Regions from separate parts of the Triticum aestivum genome. Here region 2 is linked to region 1. Evidence: chromatin contacts called from public Hi-C data. All regions are on one chromosome and are shown on one strand. The core of a region is the stretch at or near the end of the contact, and the rest is flanking DNA. Distances in the headings are between cores, read along the strand shown.

What was found. Hi-C and Micro-C count contacts between places; a contact is called where the count stands out from the background.
Region 2: a contact with region 1 is called in a Hi-C map of leaf, with 5 times the contacts expected there. The contact joins the enhancer-like site here to the promoter of LOC123121479 in region 1. A contact is called at or near these places in 4 of 5 Hi-C or Micro-C datasets (leaf and an unstated tissue).

What each region holds. Positions count from the first base shown.
Region 1 is chr5D:323,289,853-323,295,305 of IWGSC CS RefSeq v2.1, reverse strand. LOC123121479 (putative 1-phosphatidylinositol-3-phosphate 5-kinase FAB1C) reads left to right here and starts at 2,881. Exons shown (of 12, transcript XM_044541477.1): 1 at 2,881-3,301; 2 at 3,377-3,684; 3 at 3,972-4,673; 4 at 4,759-4,912; 5 at 4,994-5,335. The coding sequence starts at 3,395.
Region 2 is chr5D:323,342,240-323,347,879 of IWGSC CS RefSeq v2.1, reverse strand. No RefSeq gene overlaps it. Among protein-coding and RNA genes, the nearest start is that of LOC123124775, 16 kb to the left of the region's middle. Within about 2 kb of position 2,614, at least 3 of the 8 cell types and tissues checked have an H3K27ac peak or open chromatin away from gene starts, as enhancers often do. A contact at or near this core is called in leaf, where this site is marked.

The DNA.
Region 1 (5,453 bases), core at 1,632-4,131:
ATGACCTGACATAAACTTGACAACCAACATTAGTTTTCGCCAATCGTGTTGTAATCAACACCAAAATCATAAAGGAGTGACAATTCACTTTCGATACCCCCCTTTTCATGAATTGATGACAATAAAATTAGCACATGAGAATAATTATGGTGAAAGATAAACTATATTGCCATGCAACACTATTAATCTAGGAAGCTCCCATTTGATGTGTGCATGTATAAAAATATGCTAGGAAACCAAATCACACAATGAAGAAGGCTCCCCCTAAATTAATAACCAAATGCAACAAGATAAAAAAAGAGTGAGGTGAGCATGTTGCACAAGCTAGTTTGTGCTAAAATAAAACATAATAACAATGGTGCCATGGGTCACAAACTAGAGGTATTGTGAGAGCAAGATATACGTGCAAGACTATGCTAATGCAATGACAAGCACAATAATATAACCAAGGAAAGCTCATAAAACCAACATATAGTTTCACACAAAAGCAAATAGAGTAGCTTGCAACAAATTACCAAAGTACGGAACGACACATAAAAGTTATTACAAGCCCATAGAAGAACGAAAGCTAACACGAGGGCTTGCAATATCCAAGCACACGAATGCTAATAGAGTTCTTCTCCCCTTTTGGCATCGAGACCCCAAAAAGGGAAACAGGTGATGCTACCAGGAGGACCTAAGCTCGAGGAGGGGCACTGGCAGCATCCTCATCCTCATCCTTTGGGATATAGCCAAGGTAGGCGTTGGAGTAGTCCGTGACAACATTGTCAACATCCTCACGTCCAGGTGGCTAGGCTCTCTAGAGTTCAGGCTTTCGTTGCATTCTACTCTCAGCGCAACTTCTTGCTCCAGTTTGCATCCTTGATGTGACGTGCCTGGTTGGACTTGCAAATCTTGAACAAGTTATTGAACCCACGAAAGAGCATGTTTTATCCTTCTTATTGATGATGAAAAGAAGCAACAGTATGAGCAAACCGGGTGAGATCCTGTGCAGTGGCAACCCGTGAGGAGGAAGCACTTGTAGTGTCCCATGCCCCGGGCACTACTCTCAACGACCCTCCCATAGGACATAGGACGTGCTCCCTCGAGGCAGTTGAACCTAATTTAAGAACATCTCCGTGTCACTTTGTCAAGTGTACGACGATCATCGACATAAGGTCGTCGTACACGCCAAGCTTACTAACCACACTACTAAGAATACCCCCTAGTTGAAAGTTTATTCTTAAACCTCAACACATAGTGTTACTATCTACATTATAAAATGCACGCTTTCACATTAAACTACAACCAAATCTTGTCTAGCTTTGACAAATAATTAACATGCTAGGCAAACACTGTACCATCATCAGACTACCCATATTTTTTCTCTTGAATTTAAATATCTTATAACAAGTATATAAATTTTAAACAACGGTCAAAGTAGCATCTCAAGGATTGTGCCCATATAGATTGAGTATTTAATGTTATCTTGTAATATTGAAGTATTCTTATATTATATATACTTCCTCAAGTATCTAAAGTCAAGCATGTGCATCAAGTGCATTGATAACAAATATATAAGCAAATAAAGTACTCTTACATCAAAATATGCATAATCTGCCATTAATAATGTCCCATTATTAAGACATAGATACAAAAATTCCATCCAATTCACTTTCCTTACATCATGTAAGCTTTTACAATTACAGTTTTTTTTACCAAAATCACCTCTTTATTCACTCGCTATCAAAGTTGCATCGTTTACAAGCATGGAAATCACCTCATCCGGTGTTGAATCCATCCAAACAGAAGGAGGTGAAAATCTAGCTATCCTAGCCAGTTCATGAGCTACTTGATTACTTTCCCTATTGCAATGAGCATAGGTTACATGATTGAAATCAAGAGACATAAAAAAACAGTCATAAAAAATAGCACTGGCCACCGATGATGAACTACCATCATTCAGAGCTTCAACAACTTTCATGCTATTCGAATTGATCTCAATTTTGCTACATCCCATAGTACGTGCAAGATTCAAGCCAAATCTCACTGCCACGACTTCTGCTGTAAATGAATCATAGCAAATCTTCATCTTTTCATTTGCTGCGGCAATGGACTTCCCATTGTGGTCTCGGGTAACAGCCCCCACGGTCCCCACAAGTGAATCAAAATCAAAACCCGCGTCCACATTCAGCTTCATATAACCGAACTTAGGTTTTTTCCAATCAGGTAAATTAACTAGATAAGGTTATGTTTATCTTTAACGTATTTTCCTTACCGTCAACAATCATCATTTACTCTCCACATCCCTTTTTACAAGAATTATGTTACTTTTTCATAATTGTCATCAATTGTAAGGCATATCTTTATGATAGATTTTCATTGATCTTTCCCAAGCTTTCTCCTTCAAAATTGAACTTAGTGAAATAAGTATACTTAAAACCTGGCATTATATGCCATTGATAATGGCCCATTATCAACAACTGCAAACATATATTTTTTCATTTCATTTCATTTTAAGTACCGTCCATTTACACGTGTGTAGAACACGCGCGTTGCGTGGACAGTCGTGCGGTGCGAAGCGAGTCGTAACTCATACGACCTGGTTCCGCACGTTCACGGGCTGTTATTAATTTTCACAACCGGGGCTGTTAATAATCACCAAAAGAGAAGAGATAAAAGATGGATATCATTAAGTGCTACAGATAAGATTACATCCACATCCATTCCATATTTCCTTGGATTAATAATCATCCATCCTTTATAGGTACTCCTATATAGATATCCACCGTACACAAGGCGAGACCGAAAGGAGGAAGGAAACGGGGTTTCGACAGCGCACGCAGCCTCCCCTCGCCGTTAGCGTCCCCATTTTACGGCGTCACTTTCCTAGTATTCACTCTCAAATCTCCCTCCCAATCTCCATATCCGTATAATAAGCACCACCGCTTCGCCGCCGCCGCCCGCCAGCCTTCCCCTGCTCTCTCCTCCAAGCTCTCGCCAACGCACGCGTTCCCACCCCTCCAAACCTCCCAAATCTGCAACCAAGCCGCGCTTCTCCGGCCCCGATCCTCTGGCCGCCGCCCGCCTCTCCCGCATTGGCTGCTGAATCCCCGCCCCACCGCCTCCTCGCCGGAGCCCCGCTCCATCTCCTCCTCGCCGGAGCCCCGCTCCATCGCCTCCTCGCCGGAGCCCCGCTCCATCTCCGACCGCCCCCGCCCCCGCCCCCCAGGGCCTGGGCACACCAGTTAGTTCCGCGCGCGTTGGTGGGGAGGTGGACGGTGGCTTTGGGAGGAAGGAATCTTCCGCGCGTCCGCGTCGCGTAGGTTCGGCGCGCCCCGTTGTTTCCTGCTCCATTTTTTTTGGCAGTTTTTTTAGTCGGTTGGTTTGAACGTAGCGTGGTGGCCTGGTAGGGATGGGTGTGCTGGATTTCGCGGCGATGGGCGCAGCGGAGAAGACCAGATCCCTCGTCGCCGACCACCCGCAGCGCCACATGCACAAGGGCGGCACCGATGGGGACGCACTCGCGCGCATAGAGACGCGACGCCGCCGATCGGTGGGCCATGCCGGCGGCCCGCCCGGGCGGCCAAACAGCCCGGCGTCGCCTGCTGAGCCGCCCATGACGCCGCTGCGGGCGCCCGAGGCGAGATCCAGGAGCAAAGGCGACGTGGCGCCGCGCTCCCCTCCTCCAGACCGCGATATTAGGTAACGGAAATCTCTGTCTCTATCTGTAGTGCAAAATTAATTGGTTCCTAACACTAAACTATAGTAGTACTCCTAATGATATGGAGGTGAACTAGTAAATCAGTTATTATTTACTTCCGTTGCCTTCTAATAAGTGCAAAATGTCTGGTCAATTGACTTAGAATGGCTTTAAGTAATCGCCCCTCTTTCTTTGGAAGTAGTGGTTGATGGACGCTGATGGCTTGAGTAGAGGTAGGTTGTCTAGCTCTGGCCACTGTTGACGAGTTCTGAATAATTTTTTGATGCAGGCAAGCGGATGACGAGGAGGCTCATGAACCCAGGGTCCAGTTTTTATCCCCAGGGACTTACTTCTTAAATGACTTTTCAGATACAGATTCTAGTGTTAGTGTTAGTAACTCAACATACAGATCGATGACCCCAAGCCCCACAGAGAGTCCTACTTGTGCGGCGAGGCAGAATGATGGTGCAATTGCAGCAATCGACTCAGATGATGCTCATGATCTAGCTGGTGTTAGCATCGCCGAGAACAGCAAAGCAAGCCATGTGCCGTCCTGTATCTTCGACTTTGGTGGAAATATTTGGTGCCCACCACCGCCTGAAGATGAGATTGATGATGCTGAATCGAGGTTATTTGGATTCGATGACGATGATGATGAAATTGGGGACTCCAACAACATTTTTGCCCCAAGTTGTTTCAGTGCTAAAACTAATAGAGCAACTGGTGTTAGTAATATTAATTGTGGGTCCCACCAAGAGAGTGTTCAGAAGGATCTATTTAGGCATTTTCAAGCTCTAGTTGCACAGTTACTGAAGGCGGAAGGTGTTGGGTTGGCCAGTGAGAAGGATTCCAAAATCTGGCTCGATATTGTGTCCTCGTTAGCATGGCAAGCCGCTTACTTTGTGAAACCTGACACCAAGAAAGGCGGCAGCATGGATCCTAGTGATTATGTGAAGATCAAGTGCATAGCATCTGGGAACCCAACTGATAGGTATGTGCTCGCTTCCGTTGTTTCTACGCATTGCATGCTTCTACTGATCATAATTTGGAACTGATTGATAACCCGTTGATTGCAGCAATTTTATAAGAGGAATTGTTTGCTCCAAGAATGTAAAACACAAACGCATGGTCTCTGAGTACAGTAATGCCAAATTGCTCATTTTAGGAGGTGCACTCGAGTACCAGAAAGCTTCTAATAAGTTAGCATCAATTGGAACTATACTCGAACAGGTTTGTGTCTGTGCATGTTTTTGAAATTTAAGTATGATGTTTAGTTGTTTGCAGTCTTGCTGACAAATGTTCTATCTGTAGGAGAAGGAATATCTACGAACTGTTGTTGGAAAGATTGAGTCTAGGAAACCTAATGTGCTGATAGTTGAGAAGAGTGTCTCATCTTATGCCCAGGAGCTCTTAGCGAAAGATATCTCATTAGTTCTGAATGTAAAGAGGACACTTTTGGAGAGAATATCAAAATGCACAGGCGGTCAGATTGCCTCGTCAATTGATAACATTGCTTCAGCAAGGCTAGGGCAATGTGACATGTTCAAGGTGGAAAAGGTTCTGGAATCATTTGCATCAGGACATGCAGAGAAGAGACCAACAACAAAAACACTGATGTTTTTTGAAGGCTGTCTGAAGCGCCTGGGTTGCACGGTAATTATCCCTTTGTGAAGATACTTGATTGGAATAATAAAATGGTTTGTTGGCATTTATTTACACTTCTCCTATCATATGATGTGCTCAGCTGTTGATCTTATATACTTTGGAACTG
Region 2 (5,640 bases), core at 1,365-3,864, 53 kb before region 1:
CAAGCTGACAAAAAGCGAATGCGCGTCCGTTTGGGTTGACGCGTTGGGTCGATTTTTCTGTCAGCCGTAACTTAAAAAAACGCGCGGGACGAAATGGGTCGTTGTGTTGGAGTTGCTCTTACCAAACCAGCAGTACAAGTAGTACTGTATTTGAGTCGGGAACGGCGAGACTCGTGCCGCACTGCTGGCACTACCGTCGAAAGTCGTAGTGTGGGAATGGCCGGTGCTTTTGATGCGGGCAAGCCGTGTCCGCTTCCTCGTGCTGAATGGATTACGCTTTATCTACTAGCCTCGCGCATTATTGCTCAGCTCTTGCCTTGCTTTCGGTATTCGGTACCCCTCCCTCCTTTCGGTATTTGTTTCAATCAGCGCGTGATTAGTGCAGTACACGGTGCTTTTCCGTTATTGTATACTAGCACCGAACATTAACCTCCGAACCTCCGGTCGATCTGCTCTGGTCAGTCAGCTACAGGAATGCTGACAAGGGTTGCCGCAGGCAGGCAGCTGCTTCTGTTGTTAAAGGAAGGCGGCGGTTTGACAGACGCACGCACCCGTTCCGTACGGCAATTTGGCCATGTAGATAGATCGAACAACCGAACGTACGTACGTGAACGGACATGTCAACTTGCTGCGATGTTGCCGTAATCAGCTCGGGGGCGGCGCGGACGGGCGCGAGCAAGGTGACGCGATGGGTTCGCCGACTCACCGGCTGCGCACGTACGTAGGGTGGCTGCGCACAGGTTAGAGGAGAGGCTAGTGGCCTGTGTCCATTGCAAAAGTGTAGGTGTTTGTGTGGGTGGAGAGGGTCCGAGTGTGATCCATCGGACTGTGAGGCTTCAGAGTTGCACTAGCTGCTTATCTGCATCCTGCGCCACATACAACCCACGATGTAAAGAACGAACGGGAATAACTTTGCTTTTCGTGGTCCCGCGGGAAAATTCTTTCACAGCTCACGACGGTGCGTCTTGCGCGCCTTGGGTGGTCACGGTTGCATACCAGGTTGAGGCACCTAGGTGCAGTAAAGAGCGTCTGCAGCCAGACTTTGCAAATCCGGCCTGACCGGACACCCTTCAAATATTACGCCACGCATCCATATATCATAAATTTCGATTCTTAAATCCATGTAGGTCGATCATATGTATAAACTATTAGAATGCCCAAGTTTGAAACAAAGCAAAGCAAATTATAGTTCAACAATCCGGACATGGCAAAACGAAATCAATGTTCGAGCATGACGGATGGCCTCGGATCACTGGTTGGGCGCGTGCTTCGAGCGGAATGCGTCCTGGTCATCCTGCTCCGACTGCATCCGGGCTGCCTGCTCCGCCTGCATCCGGGCTGCAGCCACCCTCGCCGCCTCGTACTTCCTACGTCGTTGATCTCCATCTTCTTGTCCACAAGCCACTTCTTCGAATGCCCATCATAGAGGTTCTCGTCCGCCAACATAATCCTCGCATCTTCCACGTCCGAACCTCCCTGCGCCGTCACCGCCGCCTCCCTCTCTCGCTGCCGGCGTCGCCGCAACTTGCGGGCGACGTTCTCCGCCTTGTAAGTCACCGCGGACGAAATCATGCCGCCGAAGGACGAGGCGGACTGCGTCTCCGTCGCGGCGGTGTGGGTCGGACTGGACAACATCTCCGGCGGTGGATCGGGACCGGAGGTGAGGATTGGGAATAAGGGTGGAGGCCGGCGAGGGTCCGGGCGCGGGAATGGTTGGAGGACGGCGAGACGAGGAGGAAGGGTCTGATGGATTTGATGCAAATTAGGGTGAGGTTGGGCTGTCGGGTCCAACGTGGCGGACGTGCCTGGACGCACCCGAGCGTCCCATATCTGTTCCATATTTGGACTGAATATGGCGGTGCCGGTCAGCCCGGGCGTTTGAGAGGCCCGTCTAGGTCAAAAAAATCACGATCGGGCAGTGATCGGTCGGCTCGTCCGGACGTATGAAACGGGTTTGGGAGGTCCGGTTGTAGATGCTCTAATCATGAACTTTTCCCAAGTAGTACTACTACGCTGCGTAAATGCGGGCTTAATTACCTCGCCGCCGACAACGTGAGCCGAGCCTGCTATGAATGCGCCCACCGCACGTCCCGAGAAAGATCGTCCGAAATCACAGGGATCGATCGATCCAGAATTGCACTTGCACTCTTGCACGGATACGAGGTGTGATGTACTACTACTTGACTAGCCACCACGCAAAGGCAAACAGGGCGATACTCCGGCCCCGGGGCTCACGGGACGGAGGCCGAGGCCGGACACGCAGTCACGAAGATCACGCAAGGGAAGAACGGCACGCCATTGACCTGAACGAAAAGATACACGAAACATTCCGCCCGCCGCGCGCCCATTTCCCCCGGCGGTCGTCACGTCACGTCACGCTTAACGGCGACGCCGCAATTAGCCTCGCCCCTATGTCCGGGAGTCCACCTGCAGTCACGAGGATGAGAAGCAAAGCTTTCGATCGGTGCGACGCACCCACCCAACCAAGCTTTTCGTGCTGGGTTTTTATCTATCCCTCCACGTCAAAAGACTCCGGTTGACGCGCACGATACCTGTGACCGTGAGCACCGACGGACCTAGGAAACCAGGAGCGCACGACCTGGCTGGGAGCAGCCGCGCACGGACCGGAGGACGGGGGCACGAGCTGGAGCGCGTCGGTCATGTGATCCGGCCCACTGATCCGCGTGCATCCGCTCATCGGATCGGGTTCACGGGAGGCGGCGACTTGGGGTGGGAGTCCGAGCAGGGAGACCTCGGGGGTTTCATCAGTGGATGCGCGCCTCCTTCGAGCTACGTAGTCTCCTGGGACTTCGCCACCACGTTGCCTTCCTTCCATTTTTCTTCCTCGGCGCCACACAGACACCCGTCTTCTGCCTAACCTGTCCTGCGTGGAATGCACGCTTTGTCGATGAGAACGAGGTGTCACCGTCTGCTGCGTCCATCGAGGGAGTAGAGCGAGAGATCCATCGTTTTCTTCGTGATCCTTTTTCCGTGGCGAAAATGATCCGTATAGGGGATTCTTTAGTGACGAAAATGATCTTCTTTTCCTTTCTAGACTAGACGATAGAAACCTGGTGCTGACCCTCTTTGCACCATAGGAGCCAACGTAATGTTCTGTTTCCATTTTTTTATAGCAGGCAACTGAGTTTATAAAAAGAACGAACATGAGCTGGAGAGCTCAAGATAAAACCAGAAGTCACATAAGATCATTCCTCCAGTTAACTGCAGTGGCAAAGACACACTCAAGCTGCGTGGAAAACACTTAAATACAAATAGAAGCCATGCAAATGGTAGCATAGAATTCATAAATTGACATGGAGCGGTATTTGACATCACAAGTTTAAATATGTGGCACCGCCATGGATCAGTAGCGCGGAGCTACGGCGAAAAAGCTAGCGGGCTAGAGTACATTATTGCACATACTTCATGTAAAACTTGTGCTACCCATACATCATCGTAAGCTCACGAACATAGAGTGGAAATGTATCGAAGACCGGTTCGAAAAGAAACTTAGTTGCTGGAAGGGCAAACTTCTGTCTTATGGAGGCCGGTTGATTCTTATTAATTCGGTGCTTACAAGTTTGCCGATGTTCCTACTATCTTTCTTTGAGGTTCCAGTTGGGGTTAGGAAAAGGTTGGACTTTTATCGGTCAAGATTTTTTTGGCAGAGTGATGATCTAAAAAGAAAGTATAGACTCGCAAAGTGGGATATTATTTGTCGTCCCAAGGATCAGGGGGGGTTGGGTATCGAGAATCTTGAGGTAAAGAACAGATGCCTGCTTAGTAAGTGGCTAAATAAGTTATCAGACGGGACTGATGCGACTTGGGCACAGATACTTCGTAACAAGTATTTGCAATCCAAAACTTTGTCACAGGTGACAATGAGACCAACTGATTCGCCATTTTGGAAGGGGCTTATGAGAGTTAAGACAGCCTTCTTTAATAGAACAAAGTTCATAGTCGGCGATGGTAACGATACTCGCTTCTGGGAGGACACATGGCTTGGTGAGACTCCTTTGGCACTACAATACCCAACTCTGTATCGTATTGTGCATAGACGTGATGCGCTTGTGGCAACGGTTATGCAGGCCACCCCCCTTAATATTCAGTTTAGGAGGGTGCTTGTTGATAATAGATGGGAAGATTGGCTTCATCTGGTGCGTAGACTGATGGAGGTTCAGCTACGACATCAGCCCGATCAGTTATGTTGGAAGCTTACTAGGTCTGGACATTTTACCGTTAAATCGATGTACATCGATGTTATTAACTCGAGTGTCATTCCTAAATCCAAACATGTTTGGAAAGTCAAAGTTCCTTTGAAAATCAAAGTATTTATGTGGTTTGTCCATAAACAGGTCATTCTAACAAAGGACAACTTGGTTAAGCGCAATTGGACAGGATCTACTAGGTGTAGTTTCTGTGATCGGGATGAAACCATTAAGCATCTATTCTTTGAGTGCCCGTTGGCAAGAATTTTGTGGCGCTCAGTGCAAATTGCTTTTAACATTACTCCTCCGAGTTCGGTCGGGTCGTTATTTGGAACGTGGCTGGATGGGATAGAGTCCGGTACAGCTAGACACATTCGTGTAGGAGTTTGTGCGTTGTTATGGGCAATTTGGAACTGCAGAAATGATTTGGTTTTTAACAGAATAACTACTATTCATTTTTTGCAGGTTGTATTCCGTGCTACGGCGTTGATCCGTATGTGGTCCCTACTCACTCCGACGGAGGCCGGGGAGCGTTTGTTACTGGATCTGCCCAGTGGGAGATGGTAGCGCGGGATATATTCAACCGGTTTGGATGGCGGTCATGTAATAGGATAGGCAATTAGTTTCCATACCTATTTTTCTGCCAGCCGGTTGTGGCTCTATGGCTTTTTTTTTGTGACGAGGTCTTTGTGAGCTCGACGTAGTTTCTTTTACGACTTTTCGACATTGTTGAACCTATTTTATTTATCTAAATGGCCGTATGCATCCATCTGATGCAGAGGCCGGGGAATCCCCCCTTTTCAAAAAAAATATTAAAAATCAAGTACATTATTATAGGCTGGACTTCATGTAAAACATTTTTTGCTTTAACCCTTAGTGAGCCATGGCCCTTTTGGCCTTGCTGTGGCTCCGCCAATGCCATTGATTAACATTGCCTATACGTGGCACTGCCACCATAAGTTTATTTGACATCGCATGCTTGAATACGTGGCACCGCCATTGATTAACAACTCGTATGGCAGAAAATAATATTTAAGATTGAAAGAACAATAAAATCGTCAAAATGGTAGGTTCATCCATCCAAGTTCTTCAGGGCGCAAACTCACGATCCATTCTTCATCATAAGCATGACTAATACGTCTTCAATGTATCTATAATTTTTGATTATTTTATGCTATTATATTATCTGTTTTGGATATTTTATATGCATTAATATGCTATTTTATATAATTTTTGGGACTAACTTATTAACCTAAAGCCCAGTGACAGTTTCTATTTTTTCCTTGTTTTTTAGCTTCGTGGAAAAGGAAAGCCAAACGGAATAAAATTTTCGCGACGATTTTTCTTGGACCAGAAGACACCCAGGAGATTTAAATTTCAAGTCAGAAGAGCCACGAGGCGGCGGCAAGGATGGAGGGCGTGCCCTGGGGGG